Regions from separate parts of the Mus musculus genome. Here all the other regions are linked to region 1. The links are chromatin contacts, called in public Hi-C and promoter capture Hi-C maps. All regions are on one chromosome and are shown on one strand. The core of a region is the stretch at or near the end of the contact, and the rest is flanking DNA. Distances in the headings are between cores, read along the strand shown. Region 1 holds the start of Psmb3 (proteasome (prosome, macropain) subunit, beta type 3). Region 2 holds the start of Ttc25 (tetratricopeptide repeat domain 25). Region 3 holds the start of Nkiras2 (NFKB inhibitor interacting Ras-like protein 2).

Evidence for each region. Promoter capture Hi-C pulls out the DNA fragments that hold promoters and counts their contacts. Hi-C and Micro-C count contacts between places; a contact is called where the count stands out from the background.
Region 2: a promoter capture Hi-C map of pre-B cells shows a contact between it and region 1, with 2.7 times the contacts expected there. The contact joins the promoter of Ttc25 here to the promoter of Psmb3 in region 1. A contact is called at or near these places in 2 of 39 promoter capture datasets (liver and pre-B cells).
Region 3: a contact with region 1 is called in a Hi-C map of uterus, with 9 times the contacts expected there. The contact joins the promoter of Nkiras2 here to the promoter of Psmb3 in region 1. A contact is called at or near these places in 2 of 39 promoter capture datasets (liver and pre-B cells) and 2 of 484 Hi-C or Micro-C datasets (B cells and uterus).

Annotation. Positions count from the first base shown.
Region 1 is chr11:97,701,074-97,705,303 of GRCm38.p6, reverse strand. Psmb3 (proteasome (prosome, macropain) subunit, beta type 3) reads right to left here and starts at 1,870. Exons shown (of 6, transcript NM_011971.4): 1 at 1,814-1,870; 2 at 1,332-1,516. The coding sequence starts at 1,816. n-TNgtt8 (a tRNA gene) reads left to right here and starts at 2,782; the gene lies at 2,782-2,855. It also overlaps a transcript of Pcgf2 not described here.
Region 2 is chr11:100,543,347-100,547,406 of GRCm38.p6, reverse strand. It overlaps Ttc25 (tetratricopeptide repeat domain 25), which reads right to left and starts at 1,799. Exons shown (of 12, transcript NM_028918.3): 1 at 1,499-1,799. The coding sequence starts at 1,606.
Region 3 is chr11:100,621,303-100,625,246 of GRCm38.p6, reverse strand. Nkiras2 (NFKB inhibitor interacting Ras-like protein 2) reads right to left here and starts at 2,292. Exons shown (of 4, transcript NM_028024.2): 1 at 2,239-2,292; 2 at 948-1,055; 3 at 63-304. The coding sequence starts at 1,041.

The DNA of each region.
Region 1 (4,230 bases), core at 621-3,120:
AGCACTGGCTGCTCTTCCACAAAATTCAAGTTCAATTCCCAGCCCCTACAAAGCACCTCACAACTACAGTTCTGGGCAAACCCAACACCCCTTTCTGGCCTCCTGGGGGCACAACATGAAGCTGGTGCGCAGACAGACATGTGGTCAATCATCCATACATATAAAATAAATCTTTTAGATATTAATAGTAATAACAATACAGAACATGAGGGCTTGGGTTTGAGGATGTAACTCAATAGCATATCATGTGCTTAAGCTTTCAAAATCCTGGTTTCAATTTCTAGTACCAGGGTTGGGGGTCAGGGCAAGACTTGACTCTTGACCTCGATGCTCAGTGAATCAATGAATGAGTCTTTCTTCAGCAACTCACAGCATCCCATCCTTGAGATGGTGGGATGGGTCAGTGGGCAGTAACACCTACGCCAGGCCTAAGCAGCTCAATGCCTGGAACCACATGATGGAAAGGCAAAACCAACTTCTGCAAGCTGTCCTCTGACCTTCACACAGGGCTGTGGAACCCGGGCATACAAACAATAAAATGATAATAATAATAATAATAAATGTAGAGGCTGGAGAGATGGCTCAGGCATGAAGAGCACTGACTGCTCTTCCAGCTTTCTATCCCCAGCACCCACATGGTGGCTCACAACCACCTGTAATTCAAGCTGGGTCATGAGGGTTGCTGGGGGGGAAGGTTGTCCAACAATCTCTTCTAGCCTCTGCAGTCACTGCACACATGTGGTGCACAGACACACATACACGTAAAATAATAATCAATGAATTGTGTTTTTAAAGTTCCCACCACCAACCACAGCGATCAGAACCAGCACACTGGGGCCATCACAGACAACCCGTTTCCCCTCTCAGACCCTCCCATCACTCAAATCACATAAGCACTGTCAACTAGGTAAGTAAAGTGGGCAGTTAAAACCCAACAGCTCATCATGGTTAGTTATCGTTCGGTATGTCTGCTTTGCCAGCCGCCTACTGGTTTAGCGAGTGCCCACGGTCTTTAGAAAGACCTACAGTAGGATTCTGGCTGACGTTCATTACTGTGCATCTTGAAGGAAGGTCTCAATTTTTTTTTCAATTGCAGAATGAGACGGCTCGCCAGTAATATTAAGACGGTGATTAAGGGACTCCCTAACAAAAATGCTTCTTCACAAAGAGCAGAGCACAAGGTAATGCCAGAAAAACATAGGTTAGGACCCATCTCCGTAACGCTGTGGTGTTCAGCTGAGTCTCACACTCAATCGTGGCTTTTGGCAGATGGCTGATATCGGGCTGCTCAACGAAGAAACCTGGGTGAAGGTGGGGCTGGAGACACTTACACTGTCTGGACGTCAGTGGCCAGGCCGGCCAGGCCTATGTAGAGCCTGTCACCCATGGGAAAGATCTTCTGGAAGTCCGTGGTCACCATCTGGGCCTGGATCCCGAAACGTCTGTCTGCAGCGATGGCCACACAGTTCTTTCCCTTCATGGCCATGACGGCCCCTCCATTATAGGACATAATAGACTGGGGACAAACAAATCAAGGGGCTCAGTTCGTGGAGCTAAGTGGGACCATAACCTTCACATCAGTTCTGGTCCCCAAAGCTCATATACCCGTGCCCTCCACTCCGGAGGAGCCAGGACGCCAGGAGCTCCAGCCCTGAGATGGGCCCGGTGGGGCACCCAGGAACCGCACTCATCTGCACGGTACTCCCATGTGCATTCTACTGACCACCAGGCTCTCCCCGTCCCGAACCCAAGCACTACTCGTCCTTGCTTTCAGTTCCCATCCCAGACTCCTTTCCTTACTCCCCGATCTCACCATGATTGCGCTGGAGTGGAAGCCCGATCCCCACAGCGTTGCCTGCAAACCGGCTCTGGCTTTCTCAGGGTCAACGCTCTTGCCGAATCCTCCCCATTGGCTGGCGGGCCGACTCGGATTGACTAGTTCAGCTTTCTATTGGACACTCATGCCGTCAGTCACAAATATGCATAGTTTGGTTGAGACACCAAAACGGAGGTATGGAAAGCGGAAAGTGAAAAGTCACTGTGAGTGCGGAAGAGCCTACGGTCCGGGGCATGTTGGGATCTTGGCGGACCTGGAGTTCGGGCCATCCCGTTTAGGGGCGGAGTTTGCAACACGTGGGCTTGGGACAGGCCTTGTGGGGCTGGTGCTGTAAGCAGAGTAGGTAAGCTGGCGCTTACCGTGGTGCTGCAGGAGTTAGGCATTTTACTCAAGCTACCCGACTTCCAGTGTTCATTCACAAATCCTTACTGTTCACCGGGATTTTTGCAGGCGCCAATTAACCTATCGGCACCGAGTATACCGAAGGCGCCCATTCTTTGCAGAATGGGAAGATCGTGCCGAGGGTTCGTGCTAGGAGGGTTTAGTTCCAGAATGGAGCTTTTGTTTTGTTTTACGGGAGTGAGCTACAGGTTGTTCAGCGTTTGGAGTCTCTCACTCCCAATCCCTGCTGGCCGACAGACGTAGCCCTAAGTCTCTGTTCACTCTACAAAGGAACGTTCTGTGCCACATCCTAGACACTGACCGAGGATAGCCTGGGCCAACGGCTCCAGGGCAGCCCAGGTGGGACGTGTGCATCCCTTGCTTTCCCTTCCCTTGCACAACCACTGTTCCCTCCGCCACAGCCTCGATTCGCTGTTCTTCGAGATCAGATTTTGTTCCGCTGGGTTTCTAAGCTACTGTAACTGCTTGCGTCGTGACTGGTCTTGCGCCATATCGGCTCAGTACTATTGACTCGGCTCTCTGCCTCACAAACAACTGTCACCGTCTCTGTGGCGCAATCGGTTAGCGCGTTCGGCTGTTAACCGAAAGGTTGGTGGTTCGAGCCCACCCAGGGACGGTCTCGGCCTTTTTTTTTTTTTTTTAAATCGCAAATGCTCCAAAGCCACATTCGGTACCGAGGTACCAGAAGCAATAATTGTGATACACCAACCCAGATGGTCACTGTATTTAGAAATCCGTCTATGGTCAGTGAATGGATCTATCCCTAACGTCTCCTCACCACCTCTCACTATTCTTTCTCCCAATCAGGATGACAGAAAGGCAAAGCCAAGTTTCTGTCTCACTGCCATGTTTAACAATGCAATTTTCCTTGGATTAAGAATAAATTTTGCTGCGGAGGTTGGACAGCTTCCCATTGTCTGCATCAGTGGACGATAGCAACTTGAAAGAGGAAATCTGTCCCGGTGGATGGAAACAGTCAGGAAAAAAACCACAGGAACAAAGTGAGGGATAAAAGAGTGGAAGGAGGAAGAACCTAGCTGTGATCTACAGAGAAAGGCATACCATGAGGGGGCCTAAGTAGACAGTGCGGAAGATGGGGAAATAAATACAGAGATCAACAAAGGGCATCGTTTGCAAGAGGGAGAGGTGTAAGGGACACAGAAGTAAAGCTACACAAAAGCAAGAAGGAACGACTCTCTCTAACTAGTGCCACCATTTAAAAGGGATTTTCTCCTTGCTCTTGTTTCCGATGGCAACAGATGCCCGTTGGTCCTTGCCTTGATGTTCTGGGTTCCTGTTCTCTGGGAACCTCTGATTTCTGACTGCTCACTACGTGTGGCAATCAACTAGAGGACAGGGTAAGCTACAGACTTGGTGGAAAATAAGCGCTCTTCATGTTCGCTGAGCACACTGGAGAAGGTGGGCAGGAGGAAGATGTGCAAGGGACTCTTTCCATCCGTTCTCTAGACATTTGGCTCAAAGGAAGTCTCTTGTGGACTCCCTCTTCTATGTTTGCAGATCACCTGGCGCTTCAAACATGGAGAAGGGACTTTTCCAGCTTATTGCCCTCGCTGGCCCTGCTCGGTGTCAAAGCCCAGCTTACCTACTGTGCCTAAAACAGTACTTGCCGTTGGCACAGAGAACTTTCGATGTTGGGACAGTTAAGTCAGCGGCTCTCCCGATGAACCACAGGGATTAGCAATATCCCAGCATAGATGATTTATTGGAGTCTTAGTGGGTGGTGGGTCTTCAGTGTGTCCCTACTCTCCAGCGGTTTCCTTGGAACTGGACCTTAATAATTGAGGAGCAAATGGATACCCACCCCAATAAACAAAAGGTAGCCAGGCAGTACCCTTCACGTTGAGCAATTGTGTTTGCTCTAGCAGAGTTCAAGATGCTGGGACACATGGGCCGTGATGACAGTGGGCGTGTCTAACTCGAGACCCCTTTCCACAGTAGCCTGTGAGCTCGTGGTACCCGATGTAGGGATT
Region 2 (4,060 bases), core at 550-3,049, 2.8 Mb before region 1:
GGACAACACACTCAAAAGCAGGATCAAACCAGGGCTTCATGCACACAAGGCAAACACTCTACCCAGCTAAGCACTGTCTCCAGCCCTGCAAAGGAAAAGGTTATCAGAACACCTTGCAGTCTGGAGGTTGGCACCCCAGGCAACTGGAGTCTGAATGCTTGGCTCACAGGATCCTTCCTCCACTACTCCAGCTAGTTCAGTGCAGTGACCTTGGGCATGTTACCTAACTTTTATATTCACTTCCTCATATATACAAAGAAAACAATAGTAACCCCTTCCGCTCCCCGACATCCTAGACGGACACACACTGCTTAGAGCAGTGAGTCTAATATCCTAAAACGACTCCCAATCCCTGTAGGGTACAATGGTGTAATTTTCAATAAGGTTACTACAGTACGCCCTAACTTCACCGACAACTTTCTTACAGGCAAGCCTGTGCCAAAGACTTCTACATTTAGCTTCTTGGGCAATCTGTGGCTAAGGATGGGAGACTGAATTTATCAAGAGAAAGGTAATCATGAAACATTTAATGATTGGTCACATTATGTCTCCAACTGGCAGGCATTAGTGAGAAACTATAAGAGAAAATGGCAAAAGTCAGGGTTTATGTGTGACAGTGGCATATCATGGGAACCAGGAGTATGATATCCACAAAATGGACCTCAGGGCTGCTGGTGATGAAAAAAAAATGGTAATTGGGTGGGACTGGAGATTTTTTAGCAGCTAAGAACACTAACTGACTGACTGCCTGCTCTTCCAGAGGACCCAGGTTCAAGTCCCAGCACCTACATGGCAGCTCACACCCCTCAGTCCATTTCCACACTCTAAGAGGGAAGTATGCATGTGGTCCATGCATGCTGGCAAAACACCCATCACATACAAATATTTTTCTTTAAGTGGTGAAGTGTGTGTGTGTGTGTGGTGGGGGGTGGTATCGTGTTGATTTATTGGTTAACAGCACTTACTATTCCTGTAGAGGACCCAGATCTGGATCCCAGCACCCATTTGGTGCTACATAACTGCCTGTAACTCCAGTTCCAAGGGATCCAGTTCCCTCTTCTGGCTTCCAAAAGTACCAGGCATGCATGTGGTATACATACACACAAATCTTTCATCAACAACACAATGGTGGTGGGTCCAGGTAGCAAGCTGGGGTTCCATCATTCCAGAGGCCAACTGCAAGATAGGGAGTTGGCCTCCAGAGGACATAAGGAGGGCACCTTCCTTTCAAATCATAAGTTGGGAATGAGGGTGCACATTGGAAGTCATCTCTCAGGAAGTAGGGGTAGTTCGAGACCACCCTGGTCTACAGAACAAGTGTCTATCTCAAAAGAGGAGCGGAGGCGGGGAGGAGGTTGAGAGAGGAAAGAAGAGAAAAAAAGAAGAGGGGAGAGGAGAAGGAAGGGGAAGGGAAAGAAGAAGGGGAGGAGGAAGAGAGGGAAAGGGAGGAGGGGAAAAGAGGAAGGCAACACAGTAATAGGATCAAAGCGCAACTCACGTTGGTAAAGCTTTGAATGGCCTTAGTGAACTCCCCGCACAGATAAAGCCTCTCCCCCTCTGCCATGTAAGAGGGAAAAGTGCTTCTTAAGATATCACCGTCCGACATGGTCACCCTACTTTTGGAAATTCTGAAGCAGATTCAGAAAGGAAAAGAGGCTGGAGAATCGCCGGCTTGTTTTGGGACAGCCCGGTCTCTTAGCAACCTAGAGAGATAGTCTAACTTCCGGTCCCTCCCCTCCCCTCCCCTGGCGGTGTTAGGCCTCCGGGTGAGCCCGCCCAGCGTGCTCATGCGCCTGTGTCGCCACGCTGCGCACACCGGTCAGACAAGTGCTGAGCGCGTGGCCGGCGGCTGCAGGACGCTGGCGCTCCAGAGTGATCGCTGTTTGCTTGTAGGTTGCTTCTCCCCTCCAGTTGCCACGTGGAAAGCCTCGCAGACAAAGCAAGCCAAGAAAATGAGAATTGGAGGCAAAATTCCAAGTAGGATTAAGGCTTAAGCACTCCAGGTCCCATTAGGAAGGAGAGAGAATTTTGGAACCGGAGTCAGAGGGCTTGGGCAGCCTTCTCTCTTGTCACTTCTTAGCTGCGTGATCCTTGACCAAGCACATTAGGGAACTGAAAAGTACGCGTTCTACCTGCCAAATGAACAGGAAAATAATAGAGCCCTCAGGGACGTGAGGATTTGCATGAGAATGCAATGGAAAGTGTGATGGGTTTAGCTTTCAATGTCACATAGTTATGGAACACTTGCTAATAGCAAGTCTAAACTAAGGTCTAGCCTGACATAATTCTGCAGCCATTCAGGAGTAATGGCTGTGGGGATAACTCAGTTGGTAAAGCGCATGCTAAGCATGCAGCTCTCTGTTTCAGTTCCCCCAACCCTGGTACAGCCCAGTGTGATGGCACCATCTTGTATTAGCCAGCCCTGGAGAGACAGAAAGACATGCATTCCTGAAGTGTCCCCTGGCATCTACATTCACATGTGCACAAGCACACACATGTTCACACACACACACACACACACACACACCACACAGACACAGCAGTACCTCTAAGTACCCATAATATCTTAGATAGCTAGCTCAGTTAACTGCCTCAACTATATTGGTTTTTTAAAACAGTCTTGGAGTTATACATGATTTTGAGCCACCACTTGGGTGCTAGGAGTTAAACCTGGGTCTTCTGCAAGAGCACCAGTGCTCTTAATCCCTGAGCCATCTCTCCAGCCCAGAATCTTGTCTTAAACTGTCTTTCCAGAATTCAGCTGAGCCAGGCTTGGTGGCCTGGGTCTTTAATTTTCTTACTCCAGAGACAGAGGTAGGAGGTTGGTTGTGAGATACAGGCTTTCTGGTCTCCATAACAAGTTCCAGGCCAGCCCTGGCTACACAGCGAGTTTCAAACACAAAAACAGAAACAGGATCCAGCTTAATGGGCATGTATTAGGAACAGAATCCAGCACACAGTAGGAGCAAAGCAAACCGTTTTCAGTCTCTAAAAAAGATGTCCTTACTGGCAAATGTATAAACACAAATGAGCACAACATCTGTAATTCTAGCACTTGAGAGACTGAAGCAGGATTGCCACAAGTTCAAGGCAGCCTCAGTTACATAGTGAGGTGAAGGCCAGCCCAAGTAACAGGGGAGTCTCTGTCTCAAGCCACCATAACTGATTACTTGGGAAAATGTGGTAAAGTCAGAGACTTTCATTAGTGCCAATACCCTTGTTGGTTGTTGATGTTGTTGTTCTTTTGTTTTGTTTTGTTTTGTTTTTCGAGACAGGGTTTCTCTGTGTAGCCCTGGCTGTCCTGGAACTCACTCTGTAGACCAGGCTGATCTCCAACTCAGAAATCTGCCTGCCTCTGTCTCCCAAGTGCTGGGATTAAAGACAAATGCCACCAATGCCCGACTATTGTAGTTATTTTTTAAGATTTATTTATTTTATGTATTTTAAGTACACTATAGCTGTCTTCAGACACACCAGAAGAGGGCATCAGATCTCATTACAGATGGTTGTGAGCCACCATGTGGTTGCTGGGATTTGAACTCAGGACCTTCGGAAGAGCAGTCAGTGCTCTTATCTGCTGAGCCATCTCTCCAGCCCTGTTGTAGTTTTTAAAAGTTTTTCAAGATTACCATTGGGGGAAATGACAAAGGAATACCTAAGCCAGGTATGGTTATGGTGGTGTACACAGACAGTCCCAGGACAGAGAAAGAGGGTAGCCTGGAGCTCAAGGATAGCCAGGACCACTTAGCAAGGCTTTATATCAAAAGGAAAACAAACCAAGCAAACAAGAATACACAAGGTTAGCCGGGCGTGGTGGTGCACGCCTTTAATCCCAGCACTTGGGAGGCAGAGGCAGGCAGATTTCTGAGTTTGAGGCCAGCCTGGTCTACAAAGTGAGTTCCAGGACAGCCAGGGCTACACAGAGAAACCCTGTCTCGAAAAACCAAAAAAAAAAAAAAAAAAAAAAAAAAAAAAGAATACATAAGGTTCCTTTATAACTGCACATTGATCTGCAGTTTGATTTAGAAGATGACTGTCTTTTGGCGGGCTGGGGAGATGG
Region 3 (3,944 bases), core at 1,043-3,542, 2.9 Mb before region 1:
CCGAGGACCCACGCTCATGCTCTCCTACCACTGGGCTCCCAGCAGAAGTCTAGGACATGTACCTCCTTCTTGTCCTTGGACTTGTCGATCTCCTTCTTGAGCAGCTCGACGCGCTGGAACGACTCTCGGCTGTCTGTGCTGTAGACCAGGACGTAGCCATCGGTGCAGGAGAAGCAGTGCTTGGGCAGCTCGGCCCCATCCCGGAGACCCCGTGTATCATAGAAACGCACCTGCTCCCGCACCCCTCGGTCTGTCTCGATGGAGCCTACATAGATGTCCTCCTGGGTCTCGATCATCTCAGAACCTGGGTTAAAATGAGTCAAGAGAGATGGGAGATGGGAGCAAGGTAGATAGCCTAACAAGCCGACCAGACACAGGGCATAAGGAATATGGGGGCTCGGGAGAGACCAGACTTGAGAGTGAGACCGAGTGTCATGTCTTTATCACACCAAGCAAAAGGGCAACACAGAACTGGGTGTGGAGACACACACCTTGAATTGAAGCTCTTGGAGGAGGGGAGGCAGGGGCAGAGACAGGTTGATCTGTGAGAGTTCCTGGCCAACCTGGGCCGTACAGTGAGGCCCTCTCAAAGACGATAACAACAAGGCGGGCAGTAATAGAAGCAGACACCCTACATCCACCTCTGGCCAAGTGCTGTGGGGTGGGAATGGGCTTCTTCCTATCTTGGCTTTGGGTTTCTTCCTTCTAGATTTGTACAATGTCATAGAACTTGGGTGGTACAATGTTTTATTTTCCCCCTCCATTGTGGGGTTCAAACCCAAGGACTAGTACATGTTAGACCAGGGCTCTGACAGTCAGCCCTGCCTCCAGCCCTAATTGGGAGGGTGTGAAAGCAGCTGGTGTCCTTTTTAGCTTTTGGATTCAGGATGTGACCAGATCCTTCACTCAAGGTCTTCTGCCAGTCTCCCGGGCCCAGCAACACTCACCCACGACATGGTTCCCGTACAGAAGCTGCTCAAGGATTGAAGTTTTGCCCACAGATGCCTGGCCGCACACGACCACCTTGCAGCTCTTCCCCATGCTTAGCTTTCAACCTAAAAGGACAGAAGCCGTGTGGTGAGGGAAGACAGAATCCAAACAGCAGGCCAGGGAGCATCAGGGAGTTAGCACCACCCTGATGTTTACCGAACTACTGAGCAGTGAGCTGTAATTAACCTCCTTATCCCATGAGTGGCCAGGATTTGGCACACAGCCAGGGTGGGGTTAATGGCACCACAAAGGGAGGGGCTTAGAGAGTGGGGTGACAAAAACAGCTGGCCGGGTTTGTTCCTGTGCACAAGATAGGGCACCAAATACTGAAGGAAGTTCCACAAATACTCCTGTTCTTTTTGTTTGATTTTGGGGGGAGGGGGTTGTTTTGAGACAGGGTCTCATGTACCCCAAGCTGGCTCCCAGCTGATGAAATAGTTGAGGCATATGCACACCAGGCTGTTTTCTCCTTTTAACCATGACTTCCGTGAAGAAAGAAGCAGGGATTTTAGATTCTTCTTGACATCTTTTCCTCAGGGAGAGTGTGCAAATATGGAGAAAAACTTTCTTTCTTTCTTTCGGGGGGGGGGGGGCGGGGTTTCTCTGTATAGCCCTGGCTGTCCTGGAACTCACTTTGTAGACCAGGCTGGCCTCGAACTCAGAAATCTGACTGTCTCTGCCTCCTAAGTACTGGGATTAAAGGCGTGCAACCACCACTGCCCGGCATAACTTGCTTTCTTGAATGACTAATTTGGATGGCAATAAATTCCATTTAACCATTCCCAGTTGAATCCACCGGTAAAATAAAGATCTGACAAGAAACAGAATAAAGAGAAAAGTGCTTCCGAAAGATGGCTTTTACATCCCTTGAACTGACAGGCACAGAGAAAGCTCAGATTTATAAACTCTCTTGAGACTGCAGAGAGAGGTCCTTCTAAAGGGAAACTTCCTGACACAGGCACCCGGGGAGCGCCAGTAATCGCCCCTTCCTCCTCCCCCCAGAAAGCAGAGATCCAGAGGTAAGCCTCAAAGGGGTCCCAAGCAGAAACCTCTCCAGGAGAGTTTCCTGTCGCTCATCTCCACCCCGTGGTGTGAGCCTTTTAGTAAGCGACACTCGAGAGGCTGCCAGAGGCCGCCGCCACAGAGTACCCCTGAAGGGCACCCCTCAGAATCTCAGAGGCAATCACAGGACAACCAAAGTGAATCCGAGACAGAGGCCGCGCTGAGCCCTGCCTCCCAGCTCCATACCTCCCGGGTCCCCGCAGCACTCCCGCTGAGGTGCCCCCCGGAGTGGGCCGGACCATGGGAGGGGCAGCTCGACCGTAAAGACGGCCCTCTTCCTCTGGGTGGAAGGACTGACCCAGAGGTCCCGCCCCGCAACGGCCAGCCTTCAAGACAACTTCCGGCGGCGTAAAGTGAGCGCGGATCGCACAGCGCCCCCAGAGGCCGGCGGGGAAATACCCACCAGAACTTGTGTCTGGTTATTAAGCCGATGTTCCAGGCTCTGACACTAAAATGTTCTCTCTCTAAAAGACAGTGACCAGTGACGTTTCGTTCTATCATCTATGCGACAAGTTTTCTTTTTCTTTTCTTGGCTATGCTATGCTATGAATGGAACCCAGGATCGTGCACATACTAGGCAAATGCTCTTTGAGCCTCAATTTTTTTCTTTTGATTTTCAAGACAGGGTTCCTCTGTGTAGCTTTGGCTGGCCTTGAAATCACTCTGTAGACCATGATGGCTTTGAACTCACAGAGATCCACCTGCCTCTGCCTCCCGAGCGCTGAGATTAAAGGCACATGCCACCACGCTCAACTAACCATGCAATTTTTTTGAACTTAGAATGGAGGCTCACATTTGAATCCCAGCACTTGGGAGGGTGAAGTAGGGAGATTTTCTGAAGACAACATAGTCTATACAGAGACCCTGTCTCAAAAACAAACAGACAAAGAAACCAAACACCCCAGCACCTACTTTGTCTTGTTTGTGCCTTAAGTAGGGCCATATACAAAGGAAAAGCTACAAGTTAGAATGATTGAACCATAAATTCATTGTCTAGAATAATTAGCCAGCCAAAGTAACAATTAAAACCAACCATGATGAATGCTGTTATTGAAGTGGGGTGCTATGGGCATGGCAGAGGGGCATTTAACTTAGAGGTGACAGGTACCAAAGAGGAGGGAGGAAAGGGGGGTGTCTGTGTTCATGTTTGAAGGGCCGAATAGCACAGAGATTTCTGAAGCAGAGGAAATACAAGAACCATGACATTTCTTGTATCAGTCTGGGTTCTCTAGAGTCACACAACTTATGGAATGTCTCTATAAATTAAGGTGATTTACTGTAATTACTTACAGTCTGTATTCTAACTAACCCAATAGTGGGCAGCTGTGAATGAGAAGTTCAAGAATCTAGTAGTTCTCTCAGTCCCACGAGGCTCGTTGTTTCAGCTGGTCTTCTGCCTAAGCTGGAATCCTGAAGTAGTAGGTTCCAACAGATGTGCTGGCAAGTAAGTGCAAGCAAGCAAAGAAGAGTGAATCGCTCTTCTTCCAACGTCCTTATGAAGGCCTCTAGCAGAAGGTGTGTCCCAGATTAAAGGTGTGTGCCACCAGGTCTGGATCTGGAACTTGCTTTGTTGCAGGCTGACCTTACACTGAGATCTGCTTGCCTCCATCTCCTGGGATTAAATGCATGTAACTACCTTACCTGGGTTTAAGCTTTTCCTGGTCACTATTCCTCAAGATCTCCATGTCAAGATCCAGGTTAGAAACCTGTGTTCCAACCTCAAGATCTGGATCACAGGTGTGCCCTGCATTTCTGGATTGTAGTTCATTCCAGATTCGGTCAGGTTGACAAGCAGGGCTAGCTATTACACAGAGGAAATACAACAAGGTTCATGACAGTTTTGGAGCCAGGAATCCCTAGGGGCTCAGTATTGATTGCAGAGACTAGCCAAA